2 separate regions of the Zea mays genome follow, and region 1 is linked to region 2. The links are chromatin contacts, called in public Hi-C maps. All regions are on one chromosome and are shown on one strand. The core of a region is the stretch at or near the end of the contact, and the rest is flanking DNA. Distances in the headings are between cores, read along the strand shown.

The links. Hi-C and Micro-C count contacts between places; a contact is called where the count stands out from the background.
Region 1: a contact with region 2 is called in a Hi-C map of leaf, with 6 times the contacts expected there. The contact joins two enhancer-like sites. A contact is called at or near these places in 3 of 25 Hi-C or Micro-C datasets (ear, leaf and tassel).

The regions. Positions count from the first base shown.
Region 1 is chr1:91,341,558-91,345,243 of Zm-B73-REFERENCE-NAM-5.0, reverse strand. No RefSeq gene overlaps it. Among protein-coding and RNA genes, the nearest start is that of LOC103644775, 25 kb to the left of the region's middle. Within about 2 kb of position 1,698, at least 5 of the 20 cell types and tissues checked have an H3K27ac peak or open chromatin away from gene starts, as enhancers often do. A contact at or near this core is called in leaf, where this site is marked.
Region 2 is chr1:91,213,000-91,216,848 of Zm-B73-REFERENCE-NAM-5.0, reverse strand. No RefSeq gene overlaps it. Among protein-coding and RNA genes, the nearest start is that of LOC103637641, 66 kb to the right of the region's middle. Within about 2 kb of position 1,723, at least 19 of the 20 cell types and tissues checked have an H3K27ac peak or open chromatin away from gene starts, as enhancers often do. A contact at or near this core is called in leaf, where this site is marked.

The DNA of each region.
Region 1 (3,686 bases), core at 449-2,948, 130 kb before region 2:
ACATCCGGAAAAGATGTACCTCTGTCAGGTACCAAACCTTGGGTTGAAATGATTAAGCTGAGACCGGGCGGGTGACTTGCACGAGAAGAGAGTCTCGGTGTAGTGTCTCTGTCTGAGTCGATTAAGGACCTTGTCGATGTAGGCCTGCTGACCGAGGACCCTTTAACTGGTCACATGCCTCGTCATGGGTAAGCCTTGCCTCGGGCAGACTAAGGCCAGAATAAGATAACACGAAATGGGTGTGGAGCGGTGGCGAGAGTAGCGTGTACCCTCCGTGGCAAGAGGCTGGACGGTGGTGTATCTTTGCTCTCGGTTTGCGTGAACCTGATCTGGTCTTAAGAACCCTGGTGGCGGGTTGACATATGCAAGGGTTAAGTGCTACATATGTCGTGTGATCGGAGATCCTCAGCTGAGTATAATCGATTCAGATCGCCGTACCTCCGCGGTTATGGAGACTTGGTCACTGACTTATACGTAGAATTCCACTAAAGTTAAAGGGATTTGATGAGAAATTGGCTAGTGTAGGACAAGTGTTTGAACTAGAGTAGAAATAACTCTAGATGTAGGTAATCTTACCTAACTTGATAATACAACTGGATTTTTAAGGATCCACTTTTAGTAAGCATTTATGCAAACAAGAGTCTTTGATCATTGAGAAACCTCTCCTTGACTCCCTGATAACCAGCATACCCTTGAGAGTCTTTTCTTTAGTCGGGTAAGACTTGCTGAGTAATCTCATACTCAGGGTTTATTCCCTCATTGTTTTTAGGTGAGGAAGTAGCAGATTTCTGTTGCTTCTGTACCAAGGTGGTTTCTCAGGAGGAAAAGCAAGAGTAAAGATGCGGGAGGACTTGGTCCTCCATAGGAAAACTTTTATGTAAAACTCATCGGGGGGAGTTTTTGCCCCCTTGGTTATGTAATAATATTACTCTGCACTCGTTTATATTTTCTGGTCTGTATAAACAACTTAATCTTACTTTTTAAATAAATGTAAGTTTATGTAATCACTTCTGCATTTTGATATCTCCGATGTTCTGTAATGTCTGCAAGACGGGTGAAACGTTCCTGGAAAGGTAAGGAAAGATACCAAACTTATCAAGTGATTCAGGAACATCTACAGGGTTGTCTGATGTCTGTTAGACAAAGACAACTGTAGGTGAGTCTAATGACTTGGAAGGTTCCGTCACAGAGTGCGTCACGAGGAGACTGCGACGAAGTCGTAGCGGCTGTGGATGTGGCTACAAGCATCGATCAAGTTGCAGGACGTGGAGAGGACGACGTGCAGCCTGATCGGCGAACAGGTGAAGCTCGACCAAAGAGAGGGAGTGGAAGTGGAGGTCCAACATTGAGGCATGACTGATGCGCTTCGCTGAAACTGCTACTGTATGGGTTGCGCATGCCTGGCTGATGGCAGGAGACGACTGCTGGAGGGTAAAAGAGCTGGAGGCGAGTGGTGAGACCGATGGCTGGAAGAAGAAGGATGAGCAGTGAAAGAGACGTCCGTGACAAGAAAGTTAGAGGGCGGCTGGGAGAGACGAAGTGAGGCAAGCGTTACAGGGAAGATGCTAGGGCCAGGAATGCACGTCGTGTATGTACCGGAAGGAGCACGAAGTTACACGTGGCTATCCTTATCACAGTGGAAGGAGCACGATAGAGCCAGCACCGGTCGAGTTTGGATATGTGGCTGCGATGGAGTGGCGCAAGCAAAACTAGCTTCAGTTAAGCGGCAAAAGTTTGGATTTAGCGGTGTCCACACAGGAGGCAAATAGGTGGACAGCAGCATGCGTGCCCAACCATCGATCAGAGAACTGAAACTTAGTTCCCAGCCGGCCTGACAGCCCAATTTCAAACGAATTTTACTCTGATAATTTCTAAGCAACATGTAAATCGTCCTTAATCAAAGTCGTACACTGATCGATGCTCTTTCACTTTGGTATAATAACCATGATGGAATTCTTCACTGATCCAACACAGGAGAGCACCAAAGTTAGCTAGAAATCACTGAAACTCGACTTCAGTTTTCTGAATCTGCCCATTGTATAGAACCGAACCCCTCCTCCAAACTGAACATAGTTCAGTTTTAGATCCAAATCTGGACATCACAAACTGAAGCACAAATTTCTCCTAGTTCCAAACGAATTCAGAGGTGTATTGTTTAATAAAATTTGCTCCCCAACAATATCTCTCCTAGTTTGTTGTGCTGAAAATCGACCGCAAGTTTGCAGATTTGAAAGTTACAGGAGCCCGATGCTGAGAAGAGCAAATTGTTTCCGAACATTCAATGGACCGAATTGAACCTGAAATTGCAGCACTCTCCTTTTCTTCCAACTCTGAATTTTCTCGAGTTATCGTAGATCTTTCTAGGAACTGAAAGTTTTCTAAACATGAAATCTGCTCCCCAACCATGGCACTGCCAGGTCACCACAACAATCTAAAACCGAATTTACATAGAATAAAAGTTACACATGCTCAAAGTGAACCCAATCCACTGAATGTCGTTTTCAGTGAACTGAAAACAAGAAGCTGACAGGAAGCACTTTGGAACAGATTTACTCCTAACTTTGTGTAGCATCGAGCTAAGCACCCCTAAGTAAAGTGGTTCACTAATACTTGGTCTCCAACTTTTCTATATAATCCATAGTCTAAACCTGATGGAATGGTCACAAATGTGCTCCAACAGAGCACCAAACACTGCAATTTCAGTTTTCAATGGACTGAATAAAATTCAATTTCTGCAAACTGACAGTCCAACATTGGACAACGCTTACTTCATTTTCTATGCAGTACCAAGCCAACCCTCCCTAAAGGAACTTGTTCACTGATATACACTCTTCAACTTTGACACAAGGAGTATGGCTCACAACTCTATGGATTAAACTGAAAAGGGTTTCCAAATTGCACCAAAACACACAGTTTTAGGTTCTGGTTTTTCACTAAGTCTGAAATCCAGAACAGCACATTGCATCTTTGGGCCATTGTTTCTCGCAGTTCCATACATCTTTAGGGGCATAACCTTTAACCAAACTTATACACCAACATGTGGTATTTCACTTTGGTACATAAACTTTAACCCATAGTTGTATGTATCAGCCACTAACAGGCCTCCAAAGTTGCTTCAGAATATAAAATCTTCAGTTTCAGAGATTGCACCAAGTCTGAATCTCCACAAGTATTACAGCCCTACTTTGGACCAGTTTTACACTCAGTTGCACATGGTTTTAGGACCTGGTTCCCTAAGAAAATTTGTATCCCTAGTGTAGCTCTACAACCTTGTTTCAATGTCTACCTTCAAAATGTTTATAAATCAAAAGTTATGAAGGCCCAAAAACAGCTAGTTGATGTTATTTTCAGCAAACTTCAAATCTGTAACAAAACTGAACTTAGCATTTTACTCCAACTTTCCCTATAAAACATGGAAATATCCACACATTAAAGTTGTTCAACTTTCCAAAACCTGCAACTTTTATATTTAGACCTTTAGCAAATTCTCTCTAGATTTAAAATTCCACTTTTGGGCTATTTTATTGTTTCATTTGGGATTGCCAGGCAAGTCTCTCATCTTTTGTCCATCATTTAAAAAAATAAAGTTGCCCTTTAACTCAAGGCCCGACTTTGATACATAGATCACAAGTCCAAATAAATTTTAGCTCAGGAGTGGTTTTCTTTCACTCGACCACTCACTAACT
Region 2 (3,849 bases), core at 474-2,973:
AGAAAATATTATACGGAGAGCGGAGACAATCAATAAAAAATCTTGAGATTTTTTTGGTGGATAGTTTATGTAGGTATTGTTGTAAGCCGTCGTAACGCACGGGCAACCGACTAGTATACTTTAAATATGGCTTTTAATTTTTCATTTTTTCGCAAAAAATGAATAGTACGAGACCGTCAAATGTGGCAAAAAAGTCAAATAAATTATAATTGAGGATGGAGGGAGTAACTGTTAGTACATACTTGACAAAGTTTGTCATTTTTAGGATATGGAGAATTTTAGCATAAAACAGCTAAACACCTTGGAGGGAATGCATACTTCTTAGGCTATCTCCAGTAACTTATTCTCAACTTTTATTTTAAATTTCACTTTATAAATAGTATAGTCTATAATAAAAAATATTATTTTGCACAGCCAATCGGCCATATACATAATCTGATGGTCATAGCCTCTGAGTCATACGGGAAGTTGCAAACGCTTGGATCATGCAAAGCAGCGTATGAAATTGAAACAAGACCATGTATACGCAACTGTTTATGTGTGTTATTAGACTATCTTCAGTAGCTTACCTATCTCTATACTTATATTTAAACTCCACTCTGCGAACTACAATACAGAATAGTGTAAACCAGTGTTTTTAGATAAATCATGAGTAGACTACTGCATATAGCTTTACACGCACATCGAGAGCACAGTGTTTGTATGCACTAGGGCTGAGCAAAAAACCCGTAACCCGAAACCCGAAACCGGAATACCCGAACCCAAACTCGAAATACCCGAAACCCAATTTTTGTTTGGAAATTTCGGGTAGCAACTTGCATAACCCGAATTTATTTCGGGATAATTCGGGTATCACAGTCGGGTACCCGAAATACCCGAACTTTCATGTGTCATGTACTCATGTCATGCTTAATTATTAATTTGTACATCTATAATTATATGTAAGTGTGCATAACTTTTGATTGTAAATTGCTTGTGTTTTATATGTCCATGTATATTATTATTCAAACTATATTTTTATATTAATTTAATAGGGTGTATGTGTTTTTATGAAGCCAACACAATAATTCGGGTAGTTCGGGAATACCGAACCCGAACCCGAAATTCCGAGTACCTAACCCATTGTAATTTCGGGTATCGATTCTCAAAATCCAAAATTTAAAATACCCAAATTATTCGACCCGAAATTTTTGGATAAGCCGAACATCCACCCCTATTACGCACAGTTGTACATACCCTAGGATCATAGGGACAACTGTCTGGACTCTGGAGTGCGGTCCATGGAGTAGTAGCGCAGTGGAGAAAAACCAATGCTATAGATTGCTTCTTGATCCAGCAATCAGATCAAGCACCTTTACAGCAGCATCACACAAGCAAAGATTACTGGAGGCGGCGGCGTCCGCGTGGCTGTGGATTCACGACGGCGACGTCGGCCATTGCCTCGGCGATCCTGTGGTGGTGGGCGAGCGAGAGTTACAGCTGCTCCGCTCGTTCGATCTTTTCCAAAGACTACGATATCATGTCTTGCTAGCTGGACTCTAGTTAGTTTCCAAAAATTATTGGACCATCGTGAGAATGAGTGTAAAGAAAAAAAAAGGCGTCTGAAAGCGTTGTAGCTACTAGCTAGTCCAATTTATGATTGGTCAATCAAGACGTTCCAGAGTTTCTACTAACTGTATGCGTTCCCTTGTTTGTCTGAGGCAGCTGCAAGTATGGCATCCACACAATCTCCCGGTGGCAAGGTAGCTAACATCCACGCCGTTTTCAGCGCAGCGTTGTGTGAACCATATGGAAAGAAAGAGCAGGGCGAAGGAAACATGAGCAGAAAGAGACGGCCGGTCCATCCCGCTCCGCGGCTCCGGTAAAAGCCAGCTTGGCTTAGCCACTCCGGCTTTTCCTGGCTCGTTCAATTCCTTCCTGTGCGTGCGTGATCCGTGTGCCGAAGCGAGGCGCTGCGACCTGCGACTGCGAGCTAGCGACGCGGCGCAACGGACTGCCTCCCTGGTGTGGTGCCTGCCACCAGGTCCTCGCATCCCCCGACCCGATAAGCAGCGCGGACGGGGCAAAGCAACCGCGCTCATTCGCGCCGGAGCCAGAGAAGGAGATCGGAGAGAGGCCCCGTGGGCCGGGGCCCGGCATACGCCACACGCCACCGACAACGCATCGCATCAGGCGAGCCCATGCCGTGCTGATCCTGCAGCGACGGTGCGCGGGGAGCACGCGCGCGCACGTGGGCTGGGCCGGATCAGTTACCTGGCCCGTGTCTCGCCACCCCCGCGCCGCTCAGCTCCTTATGCGAGCGGTGGACCGATTATGGATGGCAATGGATGTCATTTATCCGCGTACCCGCGGATAAAAAATCTGTTGGACACAGTTTTGGGTACGAGTCTGTATACATGGATACAGATACGAGTAGCACTTGATATCCGTGGATATTTTTAAAACAGATAGGAAAAATCAATATCCATACCCAATTACCCGAATATCCGTTAAAATTACACCCGTCCCGCAGGCCCATGGGCCACATCGCCACAGCCCACAAGGCCACAACCGTTCTCCAATCTCCATGCTTCCATCAATCTAGCGAAGCCCTCGCTCGGCCAGTCCATTCTCCGATCTCATTCTCTCCTCCTCTGTCCTCTCCCACTCGGCCACTCCTACCGCCACCGCCCACTCCATCTCACCTCTCCCAGACCCCCGCAGTCGCTGCCCCCTACCGGTCCGGGTCCCTGGCTCCCTGCGCGGCTCCCGGGCACAGAGCGCAGATCTCCAGCTCGTCCTCAGTCCCTGCATCGCTGACTCCCTGCGTAGCTTGTCCTCAGTCCCTGGCTCCCTGCATCGCTGACTCCCTACGTGCCTGGCCGCCTGCTTCATCAGGATCAAAGAGGAAGCTCAGATCTGATTTTGCTAGACAATTTTATATTTGCTGGACAAATATGATATCATGTTTGAATTTGCTGGACAGATTCTGTATGACTTTATGTTTTTATCATATTTAAATTTGTTTGTTGGACAAATATGATATCATGTTTGAATTTGCTGGATTTAAATATTTTGTATGTGTAGTGGGCAAACGGATATATCCGCGGATATCCGTTATCCGCGGGTAACGGATGTGGATACTGTTTGTTATCCATGGTGGATAACGGGTACGAGTTCGGATATCGGATATAAGTCGCGGATATGGGTGTCCAGAGACAGTATCCGCGGATATTTTAACCGTTGCCATCCCTAGGACCGATTCTAATTCTCGAGAAATATAGCTACGTTATCACAGATCTTTAGATTCGCTTTATTCTCTCTCGTCATTAAATGCGAGAAGATGTTAAAGACTCGTCTCTTTTCCCATAAGCACAACAGAGAATACACGAGACACATGATTAAGGTTGGGCATCTTCACTGTATTATGAGGTAGTGTACATGTTGCTTATATAGAAACGTAAGACCTCTCAGAGGTAAAACCGGTATTTACCCACATAGGCCCTCGTTAGGGTTTCTTAGCACTCTGCCTTGGGTGAATACCACGACCAACACATGTCTCATAAAAACTCACAGAAACTGAGTGGAAAAATATGGAGAAAGAGCGTATGGTGGCGCAAATTGCATTTGCACTTTGTTGCCTCGTTAAAAACCTTATGCGAGAAACTTCAGAAAAAACTCACCAAGGGAAAAAGAGTACAACTAGTGTCATCAGAACAGATTTCGATATTCTAGATCTTGATTCCATTGAAACTTTTGTAAGGGCTAACTCTAGGATTGTGCTCCCCCTGATCCTTACAAAATTGTCTCAATATGGCAAAACATCCTCTTCTGGAAGTATATGCACATAGAGATTGAGCAAGCGCATTG